Regions from separate parts of the Mus musculus genome. Here region 1 is linked to region 2. The links are chromatin contacts, called in public promoter capture Hi-C maps. All regions are on one chromosome and are shown on one strand. The core of a region is the stretch at or near the end of the contact, and the rest is flanking DNA. Distances in the headings are between cores, read along the strand shown. Region 1 overlaps Nck2 (non-catalytic region of tyrosine kinase adaptor protein 2). Region 2 holds the start of Fhl2 (four and a half LIM domains 2).

Region 1 (5,799 bases), core at 73-2,572, 310 kb before region 2:
TATTAAGCTAGTGCTGAGATGCCCCTCCCCAAAGGGTAGGCTATAAAACATATGGGGAAAGCTTTGGCCTCTGCTGCATATATGTGCCTCTATGCTCTAGATGGAGGCCATATGCCACCACATACAATGGGAGAGGGACAGCCAGACAGTGATGGCGTTACTAGGTGCCAATGGTTTCACCAGGTTTCTGAAAGCCCCTTCAACCCTAGGACACTGAGCCAGCAAGGCCTGTCAAGAACCACGTTTTCAGCTTTGACAGGTTTGTCTCTCTGTATTATTAGCATATTTTCCATAGCACAATTACACTGACCCATACAATGACAGGCAATCTATCCACTCCAACCAGATGTCGAACATTAGGTCTCCACCCACACTTCAAAGAATCTGAGTGCCAGGTGTGGGCTGGTATCAGGACCTCACAGACAATTCTCCATATGGCTGAAGCTGGGGGCCTGAAAGCTGTATTTCACAGAACCTTGTCAGCTGGATTCTGGCTGGGGGCTCTGCCAGGGGCCCTGCTGTGATCGTAGAAGAGACACAGGAGACAAAGCCTGCTTTCCTTCCCTACCTCTACTCATGGCCAAGAACAGCAGGTTCCTGTGCAGGGGAATACAAGCAGCAACTGCACCCAGTGAGCCAGCAGCAGCGAGATGGGCCTGAAAGCAGGTTCTGGGAATCCCCTGTCCCTTGTTCGGAGCTCCAGCTATAGGTGGCTCTCTTACTTTCTGATCTTTGCCTCCCCCAAGCCCTTCACAGTTTCATAACCAGCCCCTGTATGAGACTCTGCCTGCACAAAATATCTACAAGGCTTCTACTTCCTAATGAAGGCCAGGGGAGTGAGGCAGAGGTCATCTGGGAAATGAAGCTACAAGTGATGACTCATATTTAGTCAAAACAGAAAGAAACCCGGGGGCTGTGCCATTCCTCAAAGAGTTGCTGTGGCATGACTTCAAAATGTCCCTAGTGCCTGAGCAGAAGTTGGCCCTGCTGGGGCAGCTGGGCTGGAACCAGCTAGGCCAGCTGGAAGAAGAAGGGCAGCCTGCTCCACTACTAGCTGAATAGAGAAGACAATTCACAGGTTTCTTTTTCTGGCCATGTCAAAATGCCCTCGGGTGGACCAGGAGACAGCCCAAGGCAGACTGTAGCAGCCTTCCATGGGCAGGTGGTACCTACCACACCAGAAGCAGCACTTGGCAAGCAGCCATCCTGTTCTGTCAGTCTGCCTACACCCCAAACCTTCCACAAGCTGCTGTAGTTTCATGATATCTGATAGTTGTGGAAATGGGCAAAAGGAGGAAGATGTAGGTGTCACAGTGGGACAGAAACTGGAACCTGAACTACGGAGATGCAGAGGAAGTAGGAGCCGATAAATGTCAACCCTACCCAATAAAGCGAGAAAACCCAGGCCTGCCACGTGAGCATCTAAGGGGCAGTGCCACACCCAAGCAGGGCAAAAGAAACAAGCAAATATAAGCCAGCCAGCACCTCTCTAAACAGCTTTAGCCAACTTTATGTCTTGCACTGTTCATTCTCTGGTTCTGAGGAACCAAAAGGAAATCTGGAACCAGCAGGCCTCAAGCTCTCATTTATACATCAAGAAGACAAGCATTTGTGTACACACACACACACACACACACACACACACAATAGCTGAGACAGCCTGGACCCTGTAGTGTGGTGCTCCTGTGATAACAGCTGAGAGGATGAGAAGAGAAGGAGGTGGGGGAACTAATCTTCAAACTGATTAATTAGCTGATTCTCTTAATTAGAAGGCAGCATGAAAAAGCTATCTTGTTGATAGTAGAATCTGTTTAAGGTAAGCTATAAAACAACTGAAAAGATGACAAGAAAAAAGAAGGTACTACTTGACATCAGGGAAAAATAAGAAAATCATACCGGGAAATAACTATCCTATTCAAACAAAACCAACTTGCAATTAAATCATAAAAATGGCATCTGGCTACAGATGATTTCAAAAAGTTATCCTGCATATGGGTCTAGAATGTGTTTGGATAACCTAACACAAAATGAACAGAAACCGGACACGGAAGTGGGGGGCGGGGATAAGGGATAAAGGTGGTCACAACCCCACCCTGCTTCTGCCGATTCAGGACACAGAACAATTTAACATTTCCAAATATTACGAAAAAAGGAAAAACGCATACAAAAGAGTCAAGTTCTCATCGAGGAAGAAGCCACATGCCGCACCCGTATGAATAAATGTTAGACAAATATGTAAACCCATACCTCAAAATCTGTCACAACCATTTTTTTAGAAAACCAAGTTTTTCACAAAACCAAATGAGTACCCAGACGACAGCGTATTTATTTCTAAACGAACCTACGTAGTAATGATTTTAGAAACCATTATTTTTTTCAACAGCACTCCATGTAAATCTTCTTAGGCCACACTTCTTTCATCATCTATCTAATTGGGAAGGGTGGCTTTAGAGGTGAGCACACACAGATATCCTTTAGAGCCTTCATGGCGTCTGTGGATTCAGGATACACTCTCCCACCAGAGCACGGTCCTAAAATGCCCAAGTCCCTTATAACAAAATGGTACAGTATTTGTAAAGAACTTACGAATGCTCTTCGATACGACACACAATACCTAACTCAGGGTGATTAATGCTACGTAGATAGCATATGAGAATATATCCTTTAAGGAATTATGACAAGAAAAAGATCTCAGGTACACATGGAAGCAATTGTGTCAGATCTAACTACACTGTCCACGTCCTGAGATTTTTCCATCTGAGGCTGCCTGAATCTGGATTCCAAAGACATGGTCTATACCATAGGCTACTTTCCAGAGGAGAAGGAAAGACTTCTTATTTGAAGAACCACATATGGCAGGTACCATGTGATTAGCTTAATTTCCTGTTGCAAGAAAAGAAAAGAAAAGACCCTGATAGAAGCTTCTTAAGGGGGGACGGTTTTATTTGGCTCAGAGCTCCTCATCCGCCAACTGAAGGAAGTCAGGAGGCAAGCACCTGAGGCAGTTTTGTTTACCTTTGTCAGTCCAAAGCCCAGCCCGTGAAATGGTGCCACCCACATTCAGGGTGTGCCTTCTTCCTACCTCAATTAACTCAATTAAGAAAATCCTTCACAGCAGCCCACGAGTCACACTAATCTAGACATTTCCTCATCGAGGCTCCTCAGGTGATTCAGACTGTGTCAGCCACCAAGCCACTGGAGCACTTCTATTCAAACTGGTTACCTGCCCCAGCGGCTCCAGGTACAGCGCAGAGTAACACAGAGGTGAGGCAGAGCAAACACTCCTGAGTGAGGCAATGGCCCGAGGAAAACAGGAACTCCTCACTTAGGTGAGAGGGCAGATCTGCTTAGAGCAGGGAACAATTTGTTGGTGAAGAAATGAGATGGAATGAAAGCTTGTTAAGAAGAAAGCCTTTGTAATAACTGAAAGGAAGGGGAAGTCCCACACTGGGACAAGGAGATGACAGCAGAGGCAGTCAGGACAACGCCAGAAGGTGGGATTAGGAGTCTGGCATGCAGGAGAGGGCAAGAAGTCTCAGGTTCTGAGGCAATATTTTTGTCACTGTCCTATGCATTTCCTCTACACTGATGACTGTATGCTAAGCCAAGAGTGACATGCAAGCCCTGATCCAGTACTGCCCAGTGCACTGGCCAGTCCCAGTACTGAGTGAGAGGGAACGCAGACAGGAGACATTAGGTCACTCTTGGAAGAGTTGGTATGAAACATGGTCCATAGCTAAAGATGAAGTCTAAGTAGGGTTACAATGAAAGAACAATGTCCCAGGGAGAAACACAACAAATGCGATCCTTTATCTCAGCCTTCTACTTATTAAACACAGGCAGATGATAGGGTCCTGTGTTATGCATGCAAAAGCTGGGTGTGTTCCCCTCTGGGACCAAGTATGCAAGCTCACTTTGGAGCTGAGTCTTGAGGAGGTCAAAGTCAACAGTCCAAGTAAGGCTTTGGTTTCCAAACTAGGGATTAAAAAGAGCAAGTACTCCCAAGAGGTTCTGAGAGGCTACTGGGAAGATACCAGAATGAATCACTCAGCCTCCCCAGGCCACCACATTGCCATCCTTAACAGCATCTGCCTGCATGCCTCTCCTCTGCCTCCAGTAGAGTGAATGAAAAGGGGGATTTTATAAGCCGAAGTTCCCCAACACTGGGCGGTGAGGGAGTTCCCAGACATCTTACAAGCCTGAACTGAGGGAAGGGGAACTGATAGGTAGTCCTGAGAGTGCCCATGGACAGGGGAAGTCAAAGCCCTGGGGGCTTCTGGGAACAGTTGTAGGGAAAAAAATACAGATTTGAATGGCAGGTAGGTCCAAGAGCAGAAAGACAGCCTTGAGACCAAGACTTTGACTTTGGGCAGAAGAAAATGGCTAGGTATCCAGCTTTTTCTAGAAAGGTTTATGGACTCTAAGAAAACCTGAACTGCCTCCTTTTTAGAAATATTAGCTTTTAAAAACTTTCTTTTAGTCATAACAAAATACTGGTTTCTACCTAAGGGGCATAATAAGAGTGAAAGTACTCTTGAAGAATCTGTCCAAACCAGGCCCCACGTTTCTTACTAGAAACGATCAGTTATAAAACGGCAGAATCACAGTGTTAACAGCAGATCTGATAACGAGCGGTCGAGAAGCATATCAGATGCCAGGCCAGCGCGTGAAGCCCAGACTACTCCTTAGAATGACTTCCTTCAAGAGCTGAACTACTTTAAAAGACCAAAAATATTTTTACCAACCTGCTAAACATCTCCATATTTAAAATAATGGAAACTAATTCACAAGCCAGGGGGGAAAAAAATGGCTCAGTGGGTAAAGTACTTGCTGAGCAAAAAGAAGGTGCTGACTTAGATCCTAGCACCCAGGCCAGGCATGATGGAACATGCCTAAATTCCCAGTGTTGGAGAAAGCACAGCATGAATGGGAGGATCCTGGGAGCTTGATGGTCAGCTGGTCTAGCCAATCAGTGAGACGCCGTGGAGAGCAAACTGGGAAGATGTCTGACATTGAATTTGGCCTCCCCTGGGCATACATAGGTATGCATATTCACCCACCCACCCAGACAGACAGACAGACAGACACACACACACACACACACACACACCACTAGTAACAACTCAATTTACTCTTGCTGTCCACATCCCAGGCACTATTGCCTGCTGATACCACAGGCAGTCTAATTCTGAGTTATGTCAGGACCGTTTTAGAGACCCTTGGCCTTTCTTTCTAAAGCAGATCTACTAACCTTCTGCTTCTAAAGCCCCCTGCTTCCACTGACACTATTTTAAATACCATCATTTACACAAACACACTCACATACGGTGTAAGTTTCCAGCCTCTTAATTACCTAGAAACAACCACGCTGTGTATTTCACCCACTAGCAAAGTAGAAGGCAGGTACAGGTGCGACCCTTCATAAGAATGTCCGCCATAAGAGGAGGTACCAAGTGTGTTTCCTCCTGAAGCTGTTAAGACACTCAGAGGCCATCAGCCACCCTCTTCAGTTTTAAAGCATCTGTACAAAGACATGCTCAGAGTAGGAAATGCTTAAACCTCTCAGACACCCCTTTAGCGGCCAGGATCCGCTTAATTCCATAGCGGTTATTCTACTGCGACACCATTCCTGTGAAAAGGCTTAAATAAGGCTCGGCACAAGGCACCGCTCTGCTTGTCTTGCTCTGGGGTTTGTTGTGTGGCACTAGAGCTGGGCCCCAGAGCCTCACGCAAGTTAAACAAATGTTCTACCCAACCTTACCCATATTGTAACTATCCATCTACAGACCTTCTCTCCTA
Region 2 (5,726 bases), core at 250-2,749:
TTTCTCATCCTTTAAGATATTCTCATGGCCTTGCTAGCTCATAGACATCAGTGCAAATCTCAGCTGAAACTCTTCACCTCATCTAGAGTCCTCATCATTTAATTGAGATAACTAACTTTACCAAAAGGGCCTGAAGATCCCTGGAGTGGCCAGAGGTAGCTAATGTTGACTGCGTGGCAGTTATTCTAACACCCTTGTTTCTCAAGTTCTGAGGTTCCACCACGGAGACCCTCCAGTGACACCAATCAGGAAGTATCAACCAGAAGAAAGCCACCACACAGTTCTTCCTGCCTTTACTGGAAAACGTGTTGCCTTCAGCTCCCCTCGAATGATGGAAACAGCTTCGACCAGTGATGGTTCTTCACTGTCCATTTGACTGGGTTTTGAATCACCTAGGAGACACACCTCTAGAAGAATTTTTGTGGTAGTTCCAGAGAGGTTTAACTGAGGAGGAAAGACTGGCCCCCAAGGTGGACAGCACTTCTCAAGAGCTGGGTAGAGGAAGCTGAGCACCAGTCTCTTTTCTCTCTGTGTCCTGGCTGAGAAGGAAATGTGGCCAGCCACTTCCCATCCTTCCAGTGGCCATACCATCTCAGTGATGACCAACTAGATCCCTTCACAGACCCTGCACCCAAGCGAATCCCTTCATCAAGTGGCTTCTGTCACCTCACAACACTGACAAGTCACTACCCCAGGCCTTCATTGCTTCTCCACATGCCCATCTTCTACCGTGCCCGCATATGGACTCATTTGCTCAAGAGAGGAAGCTGGCTTTCCTGGGCATGAGGATACCGTATGCCTCCCAACACTGTGTTGAACAGTGTCCCGTGCCCCTTTTAAAGGCCAACTCTGCAGAGGATCTTGTCCTTCAGAGTGTGAAGGACACATTAAGACCAGTGTTTTCTTTTTTCCCAGAGGGAGCCACTGAATGTTCAACAGTTCTCTAGCCTTGAGTGTTGGGCAAAGGGCCTTCTATCAGTGAGCTCCTTAGTGGAACTAATTAATGATTCTCTAGGTCATCGGTTTGGTTCATTCCATGATGGAAAGTGTCTGCAAGGTAAGGCGCAGAAGGCTACCATGTCATTGTGTGCACCACACACACATAGTTCCTTCCCCCAAATCTGCAAATGACCCATCCATGCTTGCACCAGGCTGCACTCAGGCAGGACCCCGCAACCCGGACGTGTCCTGGTGACAGTAGCCCCATGTCATTTCGCCCTTGGGTGTCAGCTGCTACAGCTCTCTGCACTGCATAGCAACTAGCCCTGGAGCCAAGGCCAGGACGCAGCGAGGGTTGACCGTGTGAGCCAAACACCAGGAAGCAAGGAAGGAGGTTAAGTCAAACAAAAGGTCTGTGGTAGCGTCATCAGGGGAACAGACGACGACCGGCTGGCTGCCGAGGGGCGCTCGCTACCGCGCCTGGCTCTCCTGGCCAGCGCGCCCAGCCCGCCGCCCGGGCGCGTGTGTCCTTATATGGTCAAATGACTCGGCGGGGGTTCTCGAGGGCGGGCGCAGCTCCTGCTGCACTCCGCCCGCTGAGCCGCCACCGCCACCGGTCCACAGTCCGCTGGGTTCCCTTAGACCCCGGCCCCACCGCGCGAGTACTACTGCGGCCGCCCAGGCCACAGCCCTGCTTGGGACACAAGGATCGCCACCAGACCGCTGCCCTAGGACGCGTCGAGAGCCTGTGGCCAGCGCACTCGGACCGTGGGGCGGAGACCCAGGAGACCGGAGCAGAGCTGTGCAGACAGCATCAGGGTAGGGACCTAAACGGAGAGAACAGGTTCTGGCGATAGGAGAGCCCTATTTGCAGGGGACACTCGGGATGGGGACCCAGAACGGAGAGGACAGATCCGGGAGAGAGGAGAGCGTAGCTGGGCATACTTAGGATGAGGACTCGAAATGAAGGGGAGGGAGATGAAGGGGCGACAGTGAATCGGAAATGTGGTGGGGGAGGGCGCTTGGGGGAAGGCTTGAGGGGAGACTTCAGGACTTGAGAGTTGATCTACAGGAAGACACCCCCAGGAAGAGCAGATGCGGGGCAGAGAGGACCAGAATCATGAGTGTTGGAGAACCTGAGCATAGGAGAGCCGAATTTGGAAATGGTGGGGAGGGACCTTTGATGTCCAGAGGGAGGGTTGCAGCCCTGTAGGGGTGGATCACTTCCAGGTGGTGGGAGACAATGAACTGCCCACAGGCAAACCCCCCCCCCGGGGGGCGGGGGATGAAGTGGAACTGGTCCCTGAAGTCTATGGAAAGGAGGTGACAGGCTGGTCAGCACGTGGATAGCCAAGCATTTCCTTTGAGAAGAAGTGGGAGTTTGCCTGTGACCACACATCTTGACTAACCACCCAAACTAAAACCTGAGCCATGGCGGGGGGGGGGGGGGGGGAGAAAAACAACACTTTTAAATGAAAAGAATTCTGATAGATTTCAGTCTTGTGGAAAGAAAGTCTTGAAATGCTTTTTTTCTGATCTTAAGTGAAGAACTAGCCATATTTGCTGGATAGTCTTCAGTTGTGTCTCTGGAACTCAACAAAGCTGGCATTTTTTTGAAGTCTACAGCTGTCTTCGGTGAAGCCAACTTGTGGCATGCACTTTCTTACGCATATTTTGGGATGTAGTTAACTATAATTTGGACTTAGCACGAGATTGTCTTCAAAATACTGCTCTAGATGTGTCTCATGTTGCGGTACTACTTGGCTTGTGTGTAGCCAATTTTGCAGTAGTGTAGAGAGATCTAAAGAAAGGGTGTTTGTTGGTGTGGCTGTATGTGTGGTGATTGTTTCGGTTGTTGTTGTTTGGGATAAAGCTTCATTCTGTAGCCAGGAAAGCCTGGGATTTACAGTACCATCATCCCCGGTAGCCTCAAACTGGTGCTCAGCCCCCAAAGTGTTGCAATCCCAGGAGTAACCTACCACATGCTGCAGCCATGGTGATCCTCCCTCCCCACCAACACCCTGCCACCATAAAAAACAATTTGCATTAAGTTTCAGAATTCCCAACCCAACTAAAGTTTATTAAAAACAAGATTTAAATCATTTTCCCCCTCATTCTTTCTTTCAGATTCCCTTCACTCCTAGTTTTTGATGGAACACTATGTAGTACTACCCCCCACCCCCCTTGTGGCTTCTTTTTGTTCTGCCTCCTTACAGTCCAGCCTCACAGGCACGGCATGGACGGGTGCAGAATGTTTAGCTGGCAGATGTACCTGGAGCAGGTGCCTCAGTTTCCTCCCTGAGAACCAGATAACTCCTGCATAGTATAAGCAGTATGTGTAGATTTTAAAGCCTCTTGTTAACAGATAAAAAAAAAAAAATCGAAGTAAATTTGTTGAGCAGTTTCCCAGCTCGTAGATTGTGGCCCTGAGAGCTGCCTCCAGATAGCTTGATATCTAAGTTCTGACCTCTGTTCTTTACTGGGACACATTGAATGCATATTTGGTTGAGGCTCTATACCCAGTATTTCAACTCAAGATTGACAAACCCCTTCAATACTGAGTGATATCTCAACTGTAGACAGAAATACCCAGCAGTACACACACACACACACACACACACACACACACACACACACACACACACCAAAAACAAAAAGCAAAAACCAACAAACTAAGCAAACAAACACAACTCAGAAGGCCAAGAAGCCTGGACTCTACCCTTGCCCTGCGCTAAGGACTGACAACCTAGCCTGACACACTATGTCTAAGTCAGCGTCTTGATTAAGCCAACTCTTATCAAAGAAAGCATTTACTTGAGGGCTTGCTTACAGTTTTGAAGACTTAGTCCATTGTCATCATGGCAGGGAACATGGTGGCACACAGACATGGTGCTGGGAAAGTCGCTGACAGTTCTATATCAGGATCCACAGGTAGCAAGGAGAATCTGGCTTGACATAGGCTTTAAAACCTCAAAACCCCAAACTTCCTCCAACAAGACCATACCTCCTAATTCTTCTAATCCTTTCAAAGAGTTCTACTCCCTGGTGAACATATGGTCAAACATATGTGCAAATGACATCATTCTGATTCAAACCCATAATACCTTCCCCATTTGTACACAGCTGTGATTTGGATATGATTTTTTTCTCCGAGACTCATGTGTTGTAAGTTTAGTTATCCTTGTGTACATGTTGGGAGATAGGGCCTTTAAAAAGTGGAGTCTAGGGGGCAACAGAGATGATTCAGCAGCTAAGAGTAATTACAGAGGGTCTGAGTTTGGCTCACAACTCATAATTTCCTGTAACTTTTGCGTCTAGAGATCTCACATCTCCTTCTGGATCCAGTGCACAAACTCATACAGATATATACTACACATAAGAAATAAATCTTAAGAGAGAAACTCTAGATAGCAGAAGGGCCATCCTTGGGAGGAAATGGGGTTCCTTCATATATCTCAGCCTCTACTTCCTTTGGCAATGTGACCTCTCTTCCTCTACCTCCTCTGTGAGGTCCTTGAATCTCTAGAACTATGAGTTAAGTAAACCAACCTGAACACAAAGCTGCAGAGTTTAGGATACTAGGAAGTGTTCTTGGAGCCAGTAAATATAATTTGCCATTATACCTAGACTGTGGGTCAAAGAGGATACAGACCTGTGCTTGATGGGACCTCTGGAGTCAGTTGAGTTATGCAATCAGCAGGTGAGTGGAAGGAGGTATGCCAGCCTCTACTGGTGGGATATTGATGTAGAACACTGGGGCAGAACCACAAGAGAGAAGGGCTGCCATGAAAAGGAAGAGGGCAGTTGTTCGTGGAGTGGGAGAGGCTAACGGAAAAGGTCAGTGGATGCCTATGTAAGATGGTGGGGCTGGGATTCGGAAGCCAGGCAAATAAAGACCAACCTGCCAGTGACTTGTACCTCAGAGAGAGACAGACCACTCACCTGTTCATACCCTAGAAAGCAGTGTTTGAGCCATCTGGTGCAATCTCCCTCCATCAAAAGCAAGACTTGAAGCAGCCTGCCCTTTGGGGCTTCATACACCAGGTTGTCTTGAGGAGACAGAACAAGAATGTTTTGAGATTTGAGAATAACTGTTGTGATGGGATCTTAAAGAAGGCTTGGAGAAAGACTCAGGCTGGGGCTCCTTTAGAGAGCACCCTTGACCTCAACTTTCCCAGTGACTAACAAGGTATGGGCATATTACATTTGGTTACTCAGGGCATTCTCTTGGCTGGATTAAGAAGTCTGAAGCACATAAAAACAAAATGTATAGCTATCTTTGTATCTGTAGACTTTAGATCAGAAACTTGGCATTTATTGCTTTCTTTATTGAATAATCCAAGGATAGATCAGAAGACTGTGTTTTGCCTTTTCTTCTTCCCTCAAAATTTATCTTAAAATCCATGAACACAGCCAGGGTTTTTTTTTTTTCATTTTTCAGTTTTTAATGTTAGTAGTGTATATACAACACAATATAGAACCTTGACTTCTGCCCTTAGATGCACTATCCCATGAGGGCTTGTTAAATGAACCATTAAGCACACATCTTATAATCTAAAGCATTTGCAATCCAAACATACAGTGAGTTCTAGATAGGTTGCTCTATTTTTAGACACACTGCTATCATTTGCACTGGTATTCATCGCTTTCACTGGATTCTCTATTTAAACTAAGTCAGCTTGATTAGGCTCCTGTCTGTGTTGAGATGGTAAGACAAAGCAAACCAGTACAGATAGTCTCTGACCAGATGCCTCTGGGCTCGGGTGGAGTATCATTGATTACAAACA

What was found. Promoter capture Hi-C pulls out the DNA fragments that hold promoters and counts their contacts.
Region 1: a contact with region 2 is called in a promoter capture Hi-C map of hippocampal neurons, with 1.9 times the contacts expected there. The contact joins the enhancer-like site here to the promoter of Fhl2 in region 2. A contact is called at or near these places in 5 of 39 promoter capture datasets (the 3T3-L1 cell line, hippocampal neurons, liver and 2 more), 2 of 484 Hi-C or Micro-C datasets (muscle stem cells and pre-megakaryocyte-erythroid progenitors), 2 of 115 datasets of contacts at active chromatin or transcription factors (memory CD8 T cells and pancreatic cancer cells) and 1 of 9 other capture datasets (adipose tissue).

What each region holds. Positions count from the first base shown.
Region 1 is chr1:43,469,799-43,475,597 of GRCm38.p6, reverse strand. All of the region lies in intron 1 of Nck2 (non-catalytic region of tyrosine kinase adaptor protein 2), which reads right to left. Among named protein-coding and RNA genes, the nearest start is that of Nck2, 27 kb to the right of the region's middle. Within about 2 kb of position 1,322, at least 172 of the 459 cell types and tissues checked have an H3K27ac peak or open chromatin away from gene starts, as enhancers often do. A contact at or near this core is called in adipose tissue, hippocampal neurons, memory CD8 T cells and 2 more, where this site is marked.
Region 2 is chr1:43,159,734-43,165,459 of GRCm38.p6, reverse strand. Fhl2 (four and a half LIM domains 2) reads left to right here and starts at 1,499. Exons shown (of 6, transcript NM_010212.4): 1 at 1,499-1,758.